Regions from separate parts of the Gossypium hirsutum genome. Here region 1 is linked to region 2. A link is a contact called in public Hi-C data. All regions are on one chromosome and are shown on one strand. Each heading gives the region's core, a stretch centred on a gene start, on an enhancer-like site or on the middle of the called end of the contact. The rest is flanking DNA. Distances are from core to core; before and after follow the strand shown.

What was found. Hi-C and Micro-C count contacts between places; a contact is called where the count stands out from the background.
Region 1: a contact with region 2 is called in a Hi-C map of hypocotyl, with 1.6 times the contacts expected there. The contact joins two enhancer-like sites. A contact is called at or near these places in 2 of 34 Hi-C or Micro-C datasets (hypocotyl and petal).

The regions. Positions count from the first base shown.
Region 1 is chrA05:41,276,647-41,280,821 of Gossypium_hirsutum_v2.1, reverse strand. No RefSeq gene overlaps it. Among protein-coding and RNA genes, the nearest start is that of LOC121230067, 17 kb to the left of the region's middle. Within about 2 kb of position 2,286, at least 3 of the 9 cell types and tissues checked have an H3K27ac peak or open chromatin away from gene starts, as enhancers often do. A contact at or near this core is called in hypocotyl, where this site is marked.
Region 2 is chrA05:41,151,887-41,156,026 of Gossypium_hirsutum_v2.1, reverse strand. It overlaps the pseudogene LOC107960310. Among protein-coding and RNA genes, the nearest start is that of LOC107960311, 10 kb to the right of the region's middle. Within about 2 kb of position 2,821, at least 8 of the 9 cell types and tissues checked have an H3K27ac peak or open chromatin away from gene starts, as enhancers often do. A contact at or near this core is called in hypocotyl, where this site is marked.

The DNA.
Region 1 (4,175 bases), core at 1,037-3,536, 130 kb before region 2:
TCCCGCCCAGCTCCAAGTCCACCAACTAGGGCTCACCTGCAAGGATGGAAGAGAAAGGGGGTGAGTTGGGAAAACTCAGTGTGTAAAGTATCCCAACCAGAGCCCAAATCAGTTCAAGCTTTACTGGGCCTAAGCCCTATTAAAAAATCAGAGTTAACTGGCCTTAGCCCATATCAATATTAATCTGGGCCATAGCCCCTTACAGTATCAGAGTATATTGGGCCTAGCCCATATCAGTATCAATCTAGGCCGTAGCCCTATTACAAGTTGAGATATATTGGGCCTTGCCCATATTAACACAGTTGGGCCCATTTCAATACAGTTGGCCCATAACAAAACAGTCTCATATGATTAGTGCATGATAACCCCATCCAACCCTGCACTTGCCTCCGTCCATCCCTACACTTCCTGTGGGGGAATAAATCACCCACGCCATCCCAACACTTACAGTGTTAGCACCGGTTGCGGCACTAACTATAATCCGCAGCAAAGCTGCTTATATCGGAATATGTGGCACAGCCACCAGAATGGGTTCTTCCTCCATAACAAAACCCAACCCCATGCAACAGATATACATGTCATGGCATATAACAAATAGAATCCGAATATCATGCATTTCGATCAAAATTAACCCTAGGGGTATAACGTCTTTTTGCACCTAGGGGTAAAATGGTAATTTTCATACTTAGGGGGTATTTTAGTAAAATTCACTATTTTAAGGTTTACACACATATTATAACCATTAACACATTAACAGAAATACTTACCGAACGTTTTTACTGAATTGGGCCCGTTGGCCCACTACCCCATTTTCGGCCCATTAAGCCCAAATATACCGAAGTGTACAAAATTGCGCACTTCGCAATCATACTGCTTGCGATTACCAAAATTAACAACCAAACCACCTCACAAGCGCTCGCACGCTCGCAAGTTCACAAATGCCGGCTTTTCGGCTTTTCGGCTTTTGCCGATCTAGTCTATGAGTGGGTGTCGTTTACACACCTATTTGCGATGATATGCTGATGAGTTCCATATACGAGTTGCCTATAGTCAATCACTAATATGTTAACTATGAATCTATAGCAACTTATCTGCAAAACTCCTTACTAAAAATCGACCATTAACACTTTAGGCACTAGTGTTCTTACCTTTGCCGAAAAAATGGACTAGATCTAACTCTGGTCGTTCCAAATATCCAAGCCCTCGATTAGTAGCCTTTAATCCACACTATAGGAAAACAAATCAGATATCACCACTAAACCCTTTGAGTACAATCAATAGGCACCCTTTGCATATAGGGGTTTTTCGGCTTTTACCTTAATTCATGAATAACGAAAGAAAGATTCGAGCGTTTACCTATATCATTATGACACTACTCCCAATCGATTGTAGATCCAACCACCGCACAAGAAGGGAAAATACTCAACCAAGGGTTCGGCCTTTGCAGTACCTCAAAGTAGTAAGATTTTGGTTTTGGAAGAAAAGATACGAGGTTTGGCTTCAATGGAAATTCGGCTAACCAGTTTTGTTGAAGATTTATGAGAGAAAAGAAGAAGAAGAATATGAAGGATTTAGGTTCGGCAAAAAGATAGGATGAGAATCAGCAAGAGGAGAAAGAAAAGAGAAGAGGAGAAGAGATGAGAGAAGGAAAGAAAAGAATAGAAAATAGAAGGAAAAAAATGAATCCTAAAGGCCAAAATATAGCTATGGCCGAAAAGTGCCTTTCGGCAGTAATTCTTTTTAAATTCCAATTCCCTAATTTGCTCCTTGATTTTTGGCCAAATTCGAAGTTCGAATTTCAGACCTCAACTCCTTCCCCATGCGTGCAGCAAAAACCCTGCCTTACCGCGCGAGATGAGGCTCGAACTCCAGACCTCGTCCGCCCATGTCCTTTCACCTGAGCTGCTGGCCACTGCACCACACTTCTTTCTTTACTAATACAGGGTCACAATTAATATTAACCTTTACCTGCTGAAGCCTTAGTTACTTGCGAAATAAAAATGAAATTTCGCCAGCTATACATCTCGAACTCGCGACCTTCTAACCCCACACCTACGCTTCTTGCCACTGCACCGAGGTTCCTTTCATCTCACCATCTTCTCATAAATTTTTATAAACCTTACCTGCTTCAGTTCTGGCCTGTTTAAAAATAAAACATAATTTGCCTTTCCCTGGAATCGAACCCATAACCTCTCGACAGGCCTAGCACGCTACTGCCACTGCACTGAAGCTCTTCTTATGATATAATCTGCTCACAATTAATCTTAAGACTTATTTGCTGCAGTCCCGATTCGTTTAAAAACAACATATGCTACTTACCATACTCGAACTCCTAACCACATGCACACTCTCAACGCCTCCTTGCCACTTGACCACATGCCTCTTTTGTGTCACCTTTCCCCTCGAAATATTTATAAGGCCTCTTTGCGGAAATTCTTGGTTGTAAAAAAAACAACCATTTGCGCACACCATACCTTGAACCCAGGCACCTCCCATGCCTTCCTAGCGTGCTTAGCCACTGGGCCAAGTGCTCCTTTGCGCTAAAGCGCAGCCCAAATTATTAATAAGGCCTACTGCCTAGATTCCCTAAGGTAGCATAAAATTAAAATTTTTCTAGAGTCTTAAATCGAACCCAAGCCTTTTCCCACACAATAAATCCATCGTAATTTATTTAATTACTAGACTAAACATACTAAATAATAATAATAATAATTAAAACATCCAAATTATTCGGGCCGTCTTCTACCCGAACCCAGACTCAAGGCCTAATACTTCCAAGCCCAAAAATCGGGGCGTTACAGGCTACTATAGTGTTTGTTTTAAAGATCTGGAGGCATTATTTTATGGTAATAAATGTCATATCTATATAGATTTAAAAAAGTCTCAAATACCTTATATGCCAAAAGGATTTGAATCTAAGACAATTTCGTTGGATTAAGCTTCTGAAAGATTATGATTGTATGATCAATTACCTTCCTAGGAAAGCAAATGTTGTAGTTTATGCTTTGAGTAGAAAAACAACATTTGAATTGTGAGTAATGTTTGCTTAGTTCAGTATTTTTGAAGATGCTAGCTTGATAGCTATGTTGAAAGTTAAGCCCATTTTGCTTGATCAGATTAATGAGGCGCAACTCACCGATGCTAAATTGGTGAAGAAATTTAAGCTTGTTTAGCTAGGTGATATTGAAAATTTTAGCATTGGTAAGGATGATTTCCTTCGATTTCGCAATCGAATTTGTTTTCCTAATGATATAGAAATGAAAGAATTGATTCTGTGCGAGGCTCATGATTGTTCCTTTGTTATGCATCCTAGTGGTGCGAAAATTTATAGTAACGTGCAAAAATCATATTGGTGGCCTAGAATTAAAATAGAGATTATTGAATATACCACAAAATGTTTGACCTGCCAGAGGGTAAAGGTCGAGTACCAAGTTTCCACTAGGTTGTTTCAACCTATCTCTATCCAAGAATGAAAATGGGAATAGATTACAATGGATTTCGTAGTTGGTCTATTGATATCACTGAGCAAAAGAAATGTCATTTGGGTGATAGTTCATCAACTGATGAAGTCAGCGCATTTTCTTGTGGTGAGGATTAATTGGCCACTCTAGAAGCTAGCTGAAGTATATATTCTCGAGATAGTTAGAATTCACAATGTGCCTCTGTCTATAATTTCTGATCGAGACCCTCGCTTTGCCTCGAGATTCTAGAAGCAGTTGCATGAATCTTTAGGTACGAGATTGAATTTCAACACAACTTTCCATCCTTAGCCTGATAGCCAACCAGAATGAGTTATTTAGGTGCTAAAAGATATGTTACAAGCCTATGTTGTTGATCTCGAATCTAGTTGGGAATGTTATTTACCGTTAGTTGAATTTGTGTATAAGAACATTTTCCAGTCAAGTATTAAAATGGCTCCATATGAAGCATTATATGGCTGGCAGTGTAAAGCGCCCTATGCTAGTCGGAATTGAGTGAAAAGAAGTTAATTGAGTCAAAACTAATTCAGGAGGTAAAAGAGATATTAAATTTGATCCGAGACAGAATGAAAGTGGCTTCCCATAGGTAGAAGTCATATACAAATATGAAACGACAATATGTCGAGTATTCTTTAGGTGATAAGGCATTCCTGAAGGTTCCTCTATGGAAAAAGATCTAGTGCTTTGGCCGCAAGA
Region 2 (4,140 bases), core at 1,572-4,071:
AAATTAAGCAGGCAATAGGAAAAGGAAAACTCGATTTTAACCTTTTTTTATTATTTTACATTTCTATATTTATTTTTAGTAATATTAAACTTTTGTTTTTAATATTTTGATTTATATAAATAATTTGTTAAAATTTGATTTAATTTGTTTTTAAAATTTGATTTAATTTGATTTTAAAATTATTAAATTGGACTTAAAAGACTTGAAAGATAGAAACAAATTATCTGAAAAAAAAACAAATAATTCAACTCAGAATAATTTAAATATGAAAAATTTGGGTGTTAAATCTAAATAACAAAAAAATTCATACACGAATTTGTTGTATAGAGTACATTCATTTACTAATTTATATTTGAAAATAAAAAAAATCATATAAATATGAATGCTTAATTTTCTTTTTAGTTTTCAATGATGGTAAAAATCATATATATATATATATGAAAAAGTAATGAAATGTGATTGCATAAAGGTAATAACTTTAATGCACAAAGTAAAAAGTGATATTAAGTGATATACATACATATATATGCCCCTAAAAGGTAATTAAGTTGTGGCCATTGAATGTCAAATGTCATTTAGTTATGGTTATTGAATGCCTTATTTCCAAACCAATTATTATGTTTCTCTTTCATAAACTTATCATTACATATAAATAAAATATCAATAAATTTAAATTATAAATTTTCATCAACTTATAAAAATAGTGAGGAAATTGATATTCATTTATAATTCTAGTGTGAACTGTAATAGTGTTTGAGATTTATAACCCTTCCCTTTCTCTAAAAAAATAAAATATTTTTTATTTATTTTTACCACATAAATACAATAAATTCCTAAAATAAATCAATTTATATAATTGTAAATATTGTCATCTTATATTAATATTTTTCAAAATATTATATATAAATAAATATTTTCAAATAGCCATTATTAATTATTGTGTAGAAATTTTGTATTCAAAAAAAATTGGAAGGCAATGTATTTCTACCAAACTTTATTAAGAATAGTTATTTTCTCATTTCCAAGATAAAATACAATATATTTTTTTCTTAAATAGGACAATTCTTATTACACCTTTGAATTATATAATATCAAAAATCACTCAAGAGACGAAAAATGATGAAGATATGCTATTATCGAGATATATCCTGCACATTATATATGTCAACATTAACACATTGTTCTAGTTTAAAATAAATTTTGTACAATTCTAACTTAACATTTAAAATAGACTTAATACTATATTGAAATCACCACTATATAGAATATAATTAGGTTGCGGATTATTTAATTAAATTGGCTTTGAACAAAAAAAACAAGACTTACAACTGTTTTGATTTCCCTCCAAAGGCGATCCTAGCACTTGTTGAAATAGACAAGGCAAAAGGTGTTTTTTTCCTTTCTAGTATAATTCTGTAATTCTATGTAAACTAGATAAGTAATTGTTCTTTTCCACCAAAAGAAAAATCACCACTATGAGAATAAGTGCATTAGCACAGTTATAAAACAAGCTCGGTACAATTCTAGCCTAACATTTAAAACAAACTTAGTATCGTATTAAAATCACCACAAACATAACATTGTATTGGAATCACCAGTATTAGAATAAGTGCATTAGCACATTGCTCCAACATTAGTACATCATTCCAATTCCAAAATAAACTTGGTATTATATTTTAATCACCAAGTTCTGGGGTTATTTCTAAATAAATATTCCTTTCTTTGTCTTCCTTTTTTATATATATTATATAAATAACTCTTTATTCAAATCAAATAATTTCATATATGATACTCAAAATACTCTTAATTAATACTTTAAAAATATATAAATGAACAACATAGTAATTATTTAATTTTGCTTATATAATAAAAAAGCCACGATAATTAATATATCAAATAATAATTTATCTTCCTTCAACATATCAATTCAATCTATATTGTATAAATACATAATTACTATTTTATTTTTAGAAAATTATTGCCTAATCATTTGTAATTTTTTTATTTATCGACAAATTTTAAAGGATTTTTATCAAAATAATATAAAAAAATAAAATAATTTTGAAAATGACATAATTTAGAGATTAAATACGAGATAATATGATTTCTATAGTAAAAAAACAGTATGGCATACTTGTGAAATGATACCACCTAAAAAATAAGTATCAAGCAAATAAGAGACATATAAATAGACACAACTAAAATTATTATACTACAAACTGAATATTCAATATATACATATCAAGGTATTAATAATTTAAAAAATCATATAATATGCAAAATAAACTCAAACATATTAAAAATAAGGACTAAATAAAAACGCAAATTAAAGTTGGAATTAAAATAATAATTTAAATCAAGGGACCTAAATAAGAAATATCCCAAAATACAATAGTTGCTTCCCTCTAATTGAAAGGTTTGCAAAGATGTGTGGTTTTGTTTGTGCGACACCCACATTATTTATTTATTTCAATATTTAACAAATATTTGATAATTATTTTTTTAAGCTTTCACTGTAAAAATCATATCCTTATTTAATCTCCCTATTTTCAAAATAATTTTATTTTGATAAAAAAAAACCCATGCTTAGCTACTAATCTTTTAAAAGTAATTGATTAAATAAATGAATGGTTTTTAAAGTTTGAAAAATATAAAGCGCATATTTCTAACTCTTTTACTGACACGTGCTCCTCAGCAATTGTCACTTTATCATTGAGGGACGCCTCGTTTGACCCTTGTTTTTCGCTTCTCAGTCCCAAAAAAAAAAAATTTGCCGTCACCGTCTCCGTTACCTAACGGCGCCGATGTCTCTTCCCTTCCTTTATTCAACTCCGTCTCTTTCAACAGATTCCGTTCTCTCTCTCTCCCTCTCTCTCTCTCACTCTCTCAAAGGGCATCATTTTTCAAGCTCTCAATTTTCTCTGGATTCAAATCCTCTATTTTAGGTAATAGCTATAAAATTCAATTTTCTTTTGCTTTTTCTTTTATTATTCTAGGGTTAGCTTCTTTTTTTTTTGTCTGTGATTGATTTGATTTCCTTTCACATCTGCTCCTTTTTTTGCGGCTCTCTCTACTCTTGGGATTTTATTGGATTCTGGTTCTTATAGAATCATGGATTTGCTTCTTCTTTTTTTTTTTTGTTCTTTTTGAGTTTATATTCTGTTTGTTTGATGGCTAAGAAAATCGATAGAAAGTGAGAATTTTGAATCTTTATTTTTTAGGGTATTTTAGATCTTAGATATAAAAACATTAGCTTGACTCGGCCTTGATATGCGATTTGTCTGTCATAAAGGAAGCGTCTTTTTTGTTATTTTGATTCCATGTTGATATAGAGAATTTGATATTAAATTGGGTGTTCGTTTTTGTTTTTTTTTTTCAGGTTGGGTTTTTTTGGTGTTATCAATGTTACTGCCCTTGTTCATGTTTGGCTGTAGTTTGAATTTGGTTGATTGATGAAACTTAGTGGATACTGTATTGCTTGGAATTGAATCATGAAGATTTTTATGAGGTTTACCAGTGGTTTTGTGGATTGATTGGTGTATGAATATACGATTTGGCTGGAATTTTCCATTTGATTTGTGAAGATGTCAATAGAGAGCTTTTGTTGATTGGTAGGGGTGTTTCAAATTATATATAAAAGTGAAAGAAAAAAAAAAAGAGGAAATAGTTAAAAGAGCAAGAGAAAAAGAATGGGGGAAGCTATTCTCACTACTTTGTCAATGGAAACTGATCACCCATCTACACTTTTGTCTATGGATTCCGGTTCTTTTCTACCAGATGAATTGGAGAGAGAGATGAACCGATCTATGCTGTTGTCTCGGCCACCTGATATCAATCTCCCGTTATCATCCGAACCGAGCCCCCCACCTTTGGCTTGGAATGATTCATGTGAAATCTTAGATGTTAGCCTTGCTCCCCAGATTTACGAGGCGGTCGTCAGTGTCCCGAAAGTGGCTAAGAAGTGTATCAAGCGTCTTGATAGTGTATGGGGTGCTTGGTTTTTCTTTACTTTCTACTTCAAGCCTGTTTTGAGTGGGAAGTCAAAGTCTAAGGTAATCAGGGACAGCAACGGTTTGTCTGGGTATGACAAGTCGGACTTGGAGCTAGATGCATTCTTGGTTCAGCATGATATGGAGAACA